3 separate regions of the Mus musculus genome follow, and all the other regions are linked to region 1. The links are chromatin contacts, called in public promoter capture Hi-C maps. All regions are on one chromosome and are shown on one strand. Each heading gives the region's core, a stretch centred on a gene start, on an enhancer-like site or on the middle of the called end of the contact. The rest is flanking DNA. Distances are from core to core; before and after follow the strand shown.

Evidence for each region. Promoter capture Hi-C pulls out the DNA fragments that hold promoters and counts their contacts.
Region 2: a contact with region 1 is called in a promoter capture Hi-C map of liver, with 2.0 times the contacts expected there. The contact joins two enhancer-like sites. A contact is called at or near these places in 5 of 39 promoter capture datasets (cranial neural crest, frontonasal cranial neural crest, liver and 2 more) and 1 of 115 datasets of contacts at active chromatin or transcription factors (pancreatic cancer cells).
Region 3: a promoter capture Hi-C map of maxillary cranial neural crest shows a contact between it and region 1. The contact joins two enhancer-like sites. A contact is called at or near these places in 7 of 39 promoter capture datasets (the HPC-7 cell line, cranial neural crest, frontonasal cranial neural crest and 4 more), 1 of 15 datasets of contacts at CTCF or cohesin (the NIH/3T3 cell line), 1 of 115 datasets of contacts at active chromatin or transcription factors (acute myeloid leukemia) and 1 of 9 other capture datasets (embryonic stem cells).

What each region holds. Positions count from the first base shown.
Region 1 is chr17:44,707,093-44,711,483 of GRCm38.p6, forward strand. The region is part of intron 3 of Runx2 (runt related transcription factor 2); the gene reads right to left. Among named protein-coding and RNA genes, the nearest start is that of Runx2, 27 kb to the right of the region's middle. Within about 2 kb of position 2,924, at least 161 of the 459 cell types and tissues checked have an H3K27ac peak or open chromatin away from gene starts, as enhancers often do.
Region 2 is chr17:45,338,547-45,342,922 of GRCm38.p6, forward strand. No RefSeq gene overlaps it. Among named protein-coding and RNA genes, the nearest start is that of Gm35204, 43 kb to the left of the region's middle. Within about 2 kb of position 2,060, at least 29 of the 459 cell types and tissues checked have an H3K27ac peak or open chromatin away from gene starts, as enhancers often do.
Region 3 is chr17:45,401,844-45,406,007 of GRCm38.p6, forward strand. Cdc5l (cell division cycle 5-like (S. pombe)) reads right to left here. Exons shown (of 16, transcript NM_152810.2): 14 at 2,751-2,948. Among named protein-coding and RNA genes, the nearest start is that of Cdc5l, 30 kb to the right of the region's middle. Within about 2 kb of position 1,883, at least 19 of the 459 cell types and tissues checked have an H3K27ac peak or open chromatin away from gene starts, as enhancers often do.

The DNA.
Region 1 (4,391 bases), core at 1,674-4,173:
TTCACCACAGGCAAAGCCACACCTTCTGTCTGGACCAGCCCAGACAGGGTTAATTTCCTGTTGAGAGCCTCTGAAGCTGTCTTTGGGGTACAACACATAACCACTTCAGCTTAGCCAAATTGTTAAGAAGGCGAAACCAAAATCAAGGTTCTAGGACTAGAAGCCCAGGCTAACCCTTCTTGGTTTATGCACCTCTCTTTCGCCTCACTTTCTGTTCAACCATCAGCATTGGGTACCTCAGCCATCGCCTTGCAGGAGCCACGGTTTACTAGCCCTAAGGAGGCATAGAGAACAGTGCATGTAGTCTTAAGTCCCCATCCTCCCGATCAAAAGATATGCTATCATAGAAACTCAGAGTGGTACTCAGCTAACCTCTTCCCCACCAGCCGCTTCTTGCTTCCAATGGTAGATACACCAATCTGTAGCACAGTCACCATACCCACCTTGCCCAAAGACAGCTCACAGTAGACCACAGACTCTTGTCTCTCTGGTCCACACATATGCTTTCTAACCTTTCATTTGACCCACTTACATCTAAAAGAAGCATCTTTTGGTTCTGAGGCTAGACTGTCATTACAATGACCAAAAGCATACAGCGTCAGCATGCGATGATGGTCACTCTGGTGGATCCGTGGGTAGATAACATCTGAGGCTCAGGTTCAATGATGGAGCTCTTTGACATAAATGGAAATAGGAAAATCCCATAGCAACTGATGGTCTGGCCAGGTAAAACTCAAGAAGCAAGATTCTAGTTCTCGCCCTTTCCTTGCCTCCTCTTAGGGGATATTCTTTCCCAGCTCCTCCCCACTGCCCTGCTGAACTCTTCATGGCTCCCAGGAGTAGGCACTTAAAGCCACTCCCCTTTCTCTTTTCCAGGAGAGTTTATCTGCTCCACATTCCACTCTCTTACCCTCTACTCCAGCCAGTAATGGCCTGGGAGTCTTAACTCAAAGGACTACCTAGGAGTGTGGATCTCAGATAGATGGATCACCTCTAGTACTTCGCGGAAGCCGGCTCACCCAACTGCTGACATTCAGAAACAAAAACTGAGCACCAACTACCCTGATGACACCACAGGCTGTCATCAGAGGGAACACAGAAGGACCTAGATTAAGAGAATGGGAAGCAAGGCCAGAATAGTGGGTGACTAGATCAATGACTGTCACCAGTAATGTAAGGTCAGTATAACAGGTTATACCACTGGGGACTAATCCTGAAAGTCTGAAATAAGGGCAAACTAGAATGTCACTCATCAGGAAGTATGGCAACTGCAGTTTAGAACATGTAGACCTTTTTTCTTTACAAGGACAGACAGCATGATTAATTTGTTAAGAAGATTATGAACACTACACTGGTGAATGTAACCAGCAAAAGGAAAGAATTACAGAATGCTTTTCCTCCTCGGAGGGGAAGAGGCGCCATGTGTATCTAGAATAAAACTAGACAAGGAAAATTCTATGGCAGGAAATCTTTGCAAGAGAAGGTAAGTTCAAAATATAGACGCCCCACCACCACAACCACCACAAAAAAAAAAAAAACAAAAAAAAAAACCACTCCTACTTTAAAATTACAGCAGCAGCAACAATAACAAAAACATATTCTGAAGTAGTGTACCAGCCATGAACAGTACACTCAGCCCCCTGTGAGAACCGACCCACAGCCAACGACGGTGCTTAATGCTGGTGTCCGAGGTCTCCAAGAGGAGCAGAGACTTATGATGCGTGCACTCTGGCTGTCTCTGTTTACTTTCTACATCTTACTTGCCAAGACCTTGGCAAGTAGAAATCACTCAGCAATTCTTCCTCTCTGCCTTGAACTCTGCTCCTACAGAAGGAGGTTCCCATCACATTTATTTATTTATTTATTTTGCTCATGAACACAAGCCTGACTTAACTGTTTCTGGAGATGTTATAAGTTAAAGCCTCAACCTTCAATTTTTAACGGAAAGGCTTTGGTCTACTAGCAAATAGGCTTTCAGCACCAGAGAACAGCAGACTAGTAGAGAACAGCAGACTAGTAGAGAGGTTACCAGAAGCACAGGGTAGCCTTTCACTTGCTACTTGGGCGCCACATCATAAAGAGTCTCTTCTTTTAACCATCATTTATAAAGGCCGTATTAATCCTTAAGAACTCAGTGTTTTTATGTTCTCTTTGCTTCCCAAATCACTTCAAAGTCAAGAACAATTACGTTCCCATAAGTTGCCCCAATTAAAACTTACACGTGAATTTTATGTGAAGGGAAAGCCATGCTTCAGTTGACAGCATAAATGTCATCAATATGAAAATCCTACCTAGGAACAATTATGGCCACAAAAAAAAAGTAAAACAATCACTCTCTCTCCCACTATCATCTGTCAGTATAAACTATGCTATACAAATCAAGTAGCCACTGGGTAAAATACTACATGACCCAAAACAGAAGCAAGGGATCTCTCAGTGATCTATCACAAGTTGTTTCTCAGAAGAAAGAAAAGCCATTTTCATAAATAAGAAACCTCCCCATTTTAAAAAAAAATCAATCTTTTTTTTTCAGTCCCTAGCACTATTTTAAGAACAAACCGTTCCTGACCTGAGAAAGTACTGACACATTCGAATGGAGCCTGCGTGTGGATTGAGAACCCTAGAACACACGTATCATTTGAATGCTATATTTAGTTAGAAATAAATCCATCAACTGGGATGGGATGCATGTGGAAAGTGGGCCTCCCCAGCAAGGCTGCTGTTAACTCCAGTCCCAGGCGATGAGAAAGCAAGCCTAGCGGGGGGGGGGGGGGGGGTAGCCAGGGGAGTGCACAGGAGGGACATGAGCATGTTTTAACGGCTGTGATAATTTGCCATGAAAGGATGCTAAGGCCATAGCTCCTTGCTGCAGCATGCCATGCGCTCCTGAATTAAATTACTGCCATGCAGTCTGCTAGCGAAGGAATGTGTAAACAGGCCATATAGCCTTGCATCAGTCCCAGACTCTTGCACAACGCAAAATGCCTCTCGATGTGTCATTTCCTTCTTGGCCACCTTCCCAGCTCCTGACAGTCAGTCAACAACAGAAAGAAAAGTACTGAAAGAGATTTAAAACTGCTCTTCTAGAGAGCACATTCCACCAAATTCTACCAGACACCAGGGCCAACCTCCACCAGCACTGTTTCCTTAAAGAGAGGGGGTGAGTACGGGAAGGGATCTTCCTGCTGTTACTAGAATTTTAAAATAATATTTTATATAGTAGGGGGCCAAATGACTGGCATCTATACCAATCAAGCTGCTCTTTATAGATGCAAGTTTGCAAATATCAAAATATGGAACTTGCCTGTAATTTCCTTTGCTTGGGGACCTTGGAAAACAGTGAGCAAGCCAGGTGAAAATCTAGTAGTCAAATGCTTAGGGCTGAGGAGACGGTCTGATTAGTAAAGGCCTGCTACACAAACCTGAGGCCTGAGTGCAGAGTTCCTCACACCCGCATTAAAGGCTGAGCACAGCAGTGCAGGCCTGAGGTGCCAGGGCTGAGGTGGAAGACCCGTGAAGATCCTAGGGACTCATCTGCAGACTCAGTGAGAGACCTGGCCTCAGAAACGACATTAACCTTTGACCTTCACACAACGCTCACAAATGTGCATGTAGACCCCACACACTTGTGCTATATGCACACACGCACACACATTCATATGTAAGCATGTACACCCACCACCACACAGTTACCTACACATGTGCATGCAGACACACACACACAGACACACACACATACACACTTACATGTGTACATGCACCCCACACACATGTGTGTACATGAATATGTACACACAGACACAGAGAAAGAGAGACAGACAGACAGATAGACTGACAGGCAGGCAGGCAGAGACATAGAGGGAGAACTTAAGGGCTTTTTATTCATGTTTCTCAGGGAAAACTAGACTTCAGGCTACTGGCATCAGTACAGGGCCCAGGAAATGCCTTCATAGACAGCAGGGATGTAGAGATAGGAAGCTCTCCCAGAAACAGCACATAATCTTAAAGTGTTTCTACACTTCATCCATGTGACACAGCTTACCTGTCCCCGCCCACCTCTGTTCACGAGTGACCAGTCTCTAAATACTCATCCACCATTCCTAAGCAAGCAAAAGTCACGGCCAGCCATCAGAAAAAGCTCAAGAAGGATACAAAGTAATGGCAGAGAAGAAGGGTGAGCCATCCCAGATGTTATCTGGAATGAGGAAGAGAAAGCCTTAACCCTCCAGTCCTCTCCAGCACTTCATAGGCCTGGGGGACAGCCCAGAACCCAATAGAGCTACACAAAGAGCAAGGAGACACTGCTTTGACCCCTGCCTTCAGTGTAGTAAGGTAAAACTTCTGCCAGCAGACATGTCTCAGGAATATGGAGGAAGGGCTGGAGGGAAAAT
Region 2 (4,376 bases), core at 810-3,309, 630 kb after region 1:
CACTGAAACGTGACCCTGAAGGAGACAGTAAGACCCTAGCTCCTTCTCCCCTTTATATTCTGAACAGGGAGAGTCAGCTTTGCTCTGCCACCTGCTCCTACCGTGTCATGTTGCTACAGGCCCAAAAACAAAGGGGCCAACTGGGCTGCAACATTGGAAATCATGAACTGAGAGATACCTTTTCTCTTTGTAAAGGATCGTGTTGGGTGTTGATTATAGTATCGGGAAGCTGGCTGGCATACTCCTCGAGGATGCACAACTGTCCTGGGCTCTGAAGGTTCAGTCAGCAGCCTCCAGCTATGGGCTCCTTCAGATCTGGTTGTGCTGAAGAAAGCTGTCCTTCCCTCAGTCCACACTCTTCCCAAGACAGACTGTGTCTAACTTGAAGACCAATAGAGATATACCAGTCCCACCAGTTTGGCTCATCTTGGTCAGTCGGATGGGCAGAGTTTGCTCAGCTTGCTCAGCAGGACTGAGTGAAGCTTTAAAGGACTCAGGACACAAATAGATCAGGGTCTTCTCTGAGCACCCTGCCTCCTCTGTTCCCAGTCACACAGGTGCTCCTCCTCCAACTTCTCCATGTGTTGACCTAGAAAACATTTTATGTCCCAAACTCCATCTCCGAACTCCAATGTGGCAGGCTGAGTAGAGTCTTCCCCAGAGGAGTAGGGGAGGCTCAAGAATTTCTGCATGCCTAGTCTCTCAAGAGGCCAGGCACGAGCCCCCCCACCAGGGCCTGAGATTAAAGACTCAGAAGTGGATTCAGATGGCCAGGAAATATGGAAACTCCACCCCGAACGTAGTAGCCAGGGATGAGTGGAAATCTACACCGGAGTTAATTTCTTCCAGCTCCTGCAGCCACCATGCCCTGCAGCCACTGTCTGCCCAGCGTGGTCACGGGGCCACTTGGCTATGAGGAGTTTTCCCTACACAAATAGCCCCTGGCTCTGTTATTCTTTGCGGTGTGAAGTGGAAAATTATCTAGATGAGGCTTCGTGTGACGCAGCGAGTGGCCAGAGACGGCTGGAGGAGGTTCTGAGCAGGAGCAAGAAGAGAAAACAGGTTGTCAGGGGAAACAGCAAGGCAGTAGTTATGGAAGACTGTGGAGTGAGACTCTGAGATTCCATCTCCCCAACCTGAATATGGGGGATGGCTTCCATCAAGGGTGTGATGGGGGTCCCAGTATCCAGGGGAGAAAAACACAGCTAACGTGTGATACCCTTCAGAGCCAGGCAGCTCCTATCCAGCCTCGGTTCTGACTACAGGACCTTAGGCAAGTTACGTAATGTCCCCAACCCTCAGCAGGCTAGTTTTGTCTTTGTTGCTGTTATTATTTTCATCATCAAGAGTCATAGTCACTGGGCAAAAGGATGGAAATGCCTTGAAACTGAAGCAAGCAGGGTGAGCAGCCCTCATCTGTTGGCAAGGACCAGCAGAGGCTGGCTGGGCAGTCACGGTAGATAGCAAGCAGAGCCAGAAAGGCATCCTGGGGCGGGCTGGGAGTGGAGAAACAAGCAGAGGCATGAGACACAGGGATGAGACCATAAAGGCCCCAATGGGTGTCACAGGCTTGTGGGGGCAGTTTCCAGTTACAGCCTATGTTCTCTAACCCTGGGAGGGAGAAGGGAACAGCCAAGATGATTGGAACCTGCCAAGGAGACAGAGCCTCAGAGGACATCAAAGCAAGCTTCCCATGACAGTCAGAGCCCAGGGAAGAAGAAGAAAAACCTGAGAGCTGCAGAGATCTATGCTACTGCCCAGAATTTTCTAGGACAAGGTTCTTCCACTCTGGGCTCCTTCAAGATGTGAGGAGCAAATCAAGCCGTGTCCCCTTCACCTGGGTGCTTATGCCTGCACCCTATGTTTCCTCGGCTTCTCCAGAGGACGCACCCCCTCAGAGCCCCATCCTGAGTTCCTCTGCACCTACAATGCACTTCCACTTGCTATCATCCTCAGGACCAAAAGCATTCCACGTGGCAGCCAGCCCTGGGCTGCCCTGGCACAGATGGGGAGGCTGGGAAGGGCCCTTTGCCCTCCCTCTGAGTTCCCAGAGTAATGCACCTGTATTTGCTTTGTGCTGCCCTTCCAAAGGAAAAAACACTAGTAATGGCCAAGCCATAACCGTCACCTTAACTGCTGGGACCTGCACCACCAAGCCCTTCAGCAGTTCCAACCTCCACCCCCAGATCCAGGAGACCATGGAGGTGGGGGGAACTTTGAAATTACAGGGCTATTGGCAAAGCACGGGTACCCCCAAAAGCAGGTTGTGAGTAGCCATATTGGGTAGATCCCCCAAGAAAGGCTTAGGGTCTGCTCAGGGCTTCACTGGGATGGGTGCTCAGCCCACATTACAGGACCTCAGGACCCTTTAATAGACCAAGAAAGCACCTATCACTCTCTCTGTAGAAACATCCCCACCCCCAGGACAGCCCCGTCTGAGCTGGCAATGGCCTGCAAGCCCAATGTTTAACAACCTGTAACCATGGGTCATAAATGCTTTGATACAAGTAAAGCATGGGTGACTCATCAGAGAGACTCACCGTCCTGGGAGGTAAAACACCTTGAGCAGTAGACACTGTCATGTGTTACCCATATGCTCTTCAAGAGATTACCTACTGCACAGTGGGATGGCTAGAAACGGGGGCAGTGGACAGCCACTCCGCTGTCAGCTCCTAGCCAGGGCCTTACTACAGACAGCTGTCTCTATTGTGGTTACATCCTTTCCCAGACAGTCTAATTCCAATGCAATATTTGAGTACCAGGAAGGGCTACCCCAAAGTGGGAAACTCAGGGAGTAACAGCAGCCTGGGACCCTATTGGTTTTCAATTATGCACAGACCCTCTTGTAATAATGCACTAGGCAGCCCCGATCCTTTACCTTTGTGTAATATGGATGTGCATCCTTCTCTAAACAACCTCAGATCCCTCACTCAGGCCTATCCTACCTCAGGCTACAATACATCCCCTCTCTGGACAGCAACGTAAGTTTTCCTGCCCCGAAGAATGACCAAATGTAGAGTTTTTTTTTTTTAATCCTTGTTTAACACATGTGGGACCCTGTGTTTAATCCCTATTATAAAAATCGAACAGGGAAAGGGAGAAAAAGAAAGGTCCTGTGTCTAGAGGGGCCCTTCTTGTTCCCAGAGAGAAAGAATAATGCTGTTGAGACAGAGACGCTAAGACGGGCTCTCCAATTAGATCAGAGCCTTTGGCTCCACCCACGCTTCAGCACAGTTGTACATTCATTTCTGCAGATTTGTCTCTTTGTTCCCGAAGGATCCTGTGCTGTGTGACCCTAGGCTAATAATGCAGTCTATTTGTTGATCTGCTTCTTGCTACCAGGGTCTCGGGAACTTCACAGTGGACTAAGATATTGGTGTCCTCCTTATAAAAAGTTGGGAGAAGAGTGTCTGTCATTCTAGTATCTCAGGGTTGCTACTGATTGGCAGATTTCAGGAGTAGGACTGATATTGGCAGATACTGTGTGGCAGTGGGTACCAAACAGTAGCATTTAGGAAAGAATATACTTTCAATGGAGAGAGAATGTTAGATGCTAACAGTCCTGGGGCTTTGTAGGTCTCTTGCATGCCACACGGGCTTTCTCAGTTTTTGTATTGCACAGGTTTTCTAACAGAAGCTCGGACTCCCGAGATGGGAGGGGGCACAGCAGCCTTTCTCTTTGTCAGAAAATTGCTATGCTAATTTTGTGGTTCCCACGTCAAGTCTTCTGAACCTCGCTCTGCATTTCAGTCTGCAGCCTCAGGACAGCCGGATGCCCGTCCTCACTTTGATCTATGTAGACTTTGACATGCTATAAGCATGTATGTCCTCTTCTCTTTCCATCTTCCTAAAGGCCCACCTCCCAGCCACAGGGCGAGAAACAGAGTCAGGAGATACTAAACATCTTTCACGTCTTAGCTCCTTACTTTCCACAAAACAGACATCTCCTTACAGGCTTCAGAGGGGAAACTGAGTCCCCTTTAAAGCAAGAACTAGACGGTGCAGCAACACAGTAACAGGCGGCCACACTGAGCCCCACCCCAGCTCTACCTGGGGTGTAGTGGGGACTGGAAAGCAGAAGTTGCCTTTCTAGCCTGGTCTGTGGCCTTGATGGGCCCCAGGATAGAGACATAAGCCCAGGCGTTCTAAGCACAAAAAAGATGAGCCTAGCCAGGACAGAAAGGGACTGAGATCAAGATGGCAGGGAGATAAGAGAGTGTACCTCCCTGCCACTTAACTGCCATTGTACCATCTGTAAGGACCTCGGGATGGGAAAGAACATGGGAGACATTAGAGGTAAAATATGGACTTACTCAAATGCTGTTTTATTTGATCAGACTCCGAAAGCAGTCTCATGCCACCATGGCTTGCCAGGG
Region 3 (4,164 bases), core at 633-3,132, 690 kb after region 1:
CAGAAGCACATCCAACCATGTGCTGCATCAAAGAAATGGTTCTATTAGTCTTAAGTATCTCTTTTTTAATGATTTATTTATTTACTGTTATTTTTATGAGCACTGTGTTTTGCCTGCATGTAAGTCTGTGTGAGGATATTAAGCCCCTAAAAATGGAGTTATATACAGACAGTTGTGAGCTGCCATGTAGGTGCTGGAACTTGAACCTGGGTCCTCTATAAGAGCAGCTGGTGCTTGTAACTACTGAGTCCCAGTTTTAAGAATCTTAAGAACATTTTTTTTTAAGTGCCAAGTTACAAATATTAAACATAAGTGGTGGCTCAAAAAAAAAAAAATGACCCACAGTATAAACTCCAGAGGATATTTTTAAGTATGCTTAGGAAACACCAGCCATGACAACTCTGCGTGTTTTCTTGCCTGATGGGCTTGAGATGGAGCCACAATTTGGATTCACTATTCCAAAGTTCATGGCAGCAAAGGTCAAACACTGGCAGCCATGGTGCACTGTGCTTGCCCAGAAAGCCCACCTTCCTGAGCCTCAAGTAGAGGATTAGCAGTTAGCTACACCATCTAACTACAGTTCCTCCTCACAGTGAACTCTGAATGATGTTTATAATTTAGCAATCAACTGAGATGATGAAAGAATCACCACACAGTTGAAATAAAGTATTTATATATTTCAAACCAGTAAACTGTTGTCTTCAGGAGCTCTGAGAAATCTAGCTGTGATTTATGGATGGATACACACTAAATGGAAGCTTTGTTTATTTGGATCTCTGAATTGCTTCTCTTCTTCCTGAAGACTTAATAAACGTTCTTTTGGAATAAGAGTTTACTAATTGAAAGATTTGATTAAATATTCCTTAAAATTAACTAGCTGGGTTAACAATAAGCCAAGTTACCCAAGAGTCAAAAAGAGAAAAAAAAGTACTTTAGACTGTTTTATGAATATTCTTCCAACATCAGCAATCCCTCAACAAAAACAGTTCAACAGAAGACTTCAGTCCTGGTATGAAGTGAACAAAGAGAACCACATGTTTTTAATGACTGCTCACAACAACCCAAGTACCTCTCCAACAGAACAGAACAGAACAGCGGAGGCTCGCTGTGCTATTCCCTTCAGAATTCTCAGGGCTGATCCAACAGAGAAGAGTCACTGGACTTCACAGCAGCACTCACGCTGTGACATTTGTTTGCTGTCATGAAAGTTAGAGCCTCAGCAGAGTAAGTGAGATTCAAGTTAGAGCCTCAGCAGAGTAAGTGAGATTCAGGGGGATTATCCTCTTCATTTTAAACAACATTAAGATGTCCTTGATCTGCAGCAGAGAGAGTTTACCCACCTCAAACTGAGATTTTTCAAACAAAGTGAGAGATTGAAGTATTTATATATAAATGTTACAAGAAAGCATTCCAAACAGCCTACCAATCAATTACAAAGTTGGCCTTAGATCTATAACTGTCATTTGTAAGAAAAGAAGCCTGCACGACACAAAGTATAACCTACAATTTAACCACTCGTGTTCTGTCTCCGAGAGCTTTCATTATGAATTAAAACAGAGCAACAGTGCCACCTGCTGGAAGTCATAAAACTACAACACTCATGGCCCTGGCACTGCAAGAATTACATTACAAAGACTAATTTCCTAACTCTACAAGCACAAAGGTATGACAATAAGTGGTCATAAAGATTCATATTAGAAGACACTGTTTTTTCCTGTTCATTTCTCTAGTTCCACACAGCCCCAACTACCACAATTAATTCTAATATCTAGATTTAACCCTAAACAAAAATACTCTCAAATTTACTTTCTATAAAGAAAAACTAACAATCACATGAAAGAGGAAGCTTAGGTCATTTTCTGCATCCAGTGTCCTGAAGAATCCCTTTTCCCTTCTCTATTCCATCTTGGCCTCAGACACATCCCTAAAGACCACGAGTAAGAGTCTAGAAAGCATGCTGTGTGTGGTGGCTCACATCTTTATTCACACTGGAGAGGCAGAGGTAGGCAGATGTCTGAGCTTGAGACCAACCTGATCTACACAGTAAGTTCCAGTGATAGGCATAGTGACACAGTAAGACCCTGTCAAAAACAACAACAACAACCAGAACCCACAAGGCAGCCTGGCAGTCTGTGTTATTTACATGCCACTGCAAAATGTCTACAGAGATTCTGGAATTCAGAACATGAACATTCTATTAAGAAACCACTGCTGTTAATAGGCTTCAATGCATCACAGACATAGGAAATCACAGAGCCACTGTCTGCATAGCAACTCCACTCTAACTCAACTGCAGGATACACAAAAATGTACTGAGTTTCTGTAAATGTCGGTGCTCTGTGAGCTATAGATCAAAACTCCCACTGCTGTGATCTCACTGACCCATCTTGACTTTAGTAACTCCTTCTCCCTCCCTCACGTAAATAAAGGTTCTGATTGAGGGAAGAGTACCCAGCAAAGTGTTCAAGAACTACAAAGCAATCAGCTGTCCAGCCCTAGTACTTAAGTCACCAGACGTATTAACTGGCTCACAATTTCAACTGAATTGGAATTTTAAAAGGATACCAAGGGCAATGAAGATAGCAGGTAAAAGTGAATGCAGCGCAAGCCTAGCAGCAGGAATTCAAGGCAAACCCCACTTAGAAGGAAATGAAAGAACTGCCTCCACAAAGCTTTCCTCGAGCACTTACATACACATCATACACACAATAATAATCGATTTTTAAACATATAAGCAAATGGATACCAACCTCAAGTCTCTTTTCAAGTGATTCAATTCTGTCCTTTTTGCTAGCAAGATTAGCACGAGTGTAGCGGCTCTGAGCAGGAAGATAGAGGACTTGACTGTAGCATTCCTCCCACACCTGGTTGTAAGCTTCACTGGAGAGTTCGCCATGGCTCATTCCTTGTTTGACCACTTCCATCTCTTGTACCAGAGCATCCTGGGCCTGTTTACAGTAATAATTTAAGTTGAAGCATACACTTTCTACCACCATAAAGCTCAAGACTAGCTTATTTCCTCCTTCCTTAAACCAATGGTAAGGTTTGGTTGGTTGTTCTCTAGAAGGGGATGGACAATACCTGAGCTAAATAGCCTCTAAGTAGGGGCTAGGGAGATGACTCCATGGGTAAGAGTAGCTACTTTGCAAACTTGAAGACCTGAGTTTGAATCCCCAGAACCCATTTAAAAGGGGGGGGGGGGGCAGGGAGAAAACCACAGACATGACCATGTGCCTATAGTTCAGCCAGCCAACTCAGCAACAGCAAGCTTTTGGTTCGGTGAAAAAAAAAACAATACAGACTATATCCTATGTCTCAAGGACACAGAGCTGAGGGTGATAAATATAACCTATGTCCTCTAGCATGCACATGGGCATATACACATACAACACACACATACACATACAACACATACATACACATACAACACACACATACAACACACACATACACATACAACACACACATACAAGGATACACAGAGAAAGAAAGATCTAAGGGCTCCAAGATAAACTGATTTTAAAAAGTCAAGTATTCGTGGTTTCCCAAGAGCACCAACACCGCTATTATTCATTATACAGCAACATCTCTCAAGTACATACCAGTCACTAAAGGTCAGAAACTGGACAACTCTCATTACCTCCAAAAACTTTAACCATGGCAGATATAAAGCATGAGAGTCCAAAGCCAGCCTAGTCTACAGAGCAAATTCCAGAACCAGGGTGACATAGTAAGACTTTCTCTTTTTTTGTTTGTTTGATTGGTTGGTTTTTTTGAGAGAGGGTTTCTCTGTATAGCCCTGGCTGTCCTGGAACTCACTTTGTAGACCAGGCTGGCCTCGAACTCAGAAATCCACCTGCCTCTGCCTCCTGAGTGCTGGGATTAAAGGCGTGTGCCACCACGCCCTGCTGTAAGACTTTCTCTTAAAAAAGAAAAAAAACATATAACCACTTTACAAACTAGCCAATATTGACTTCATTTTAAAGCTAGTGAAACTACTGAAATTAAACAACTTGTCCAGAACCATACCAGTAGTAATCAACTGAGGCAGGCTCCTAAGCCAGAGGCACCACTGCTGGCTTAGGGGTGCTCCACCCCACCGTCTCCTCATGTCACAAGGTGAAAGGGTGAAAGGCTCTCTACTAAAGAAACACTTTTAGATGG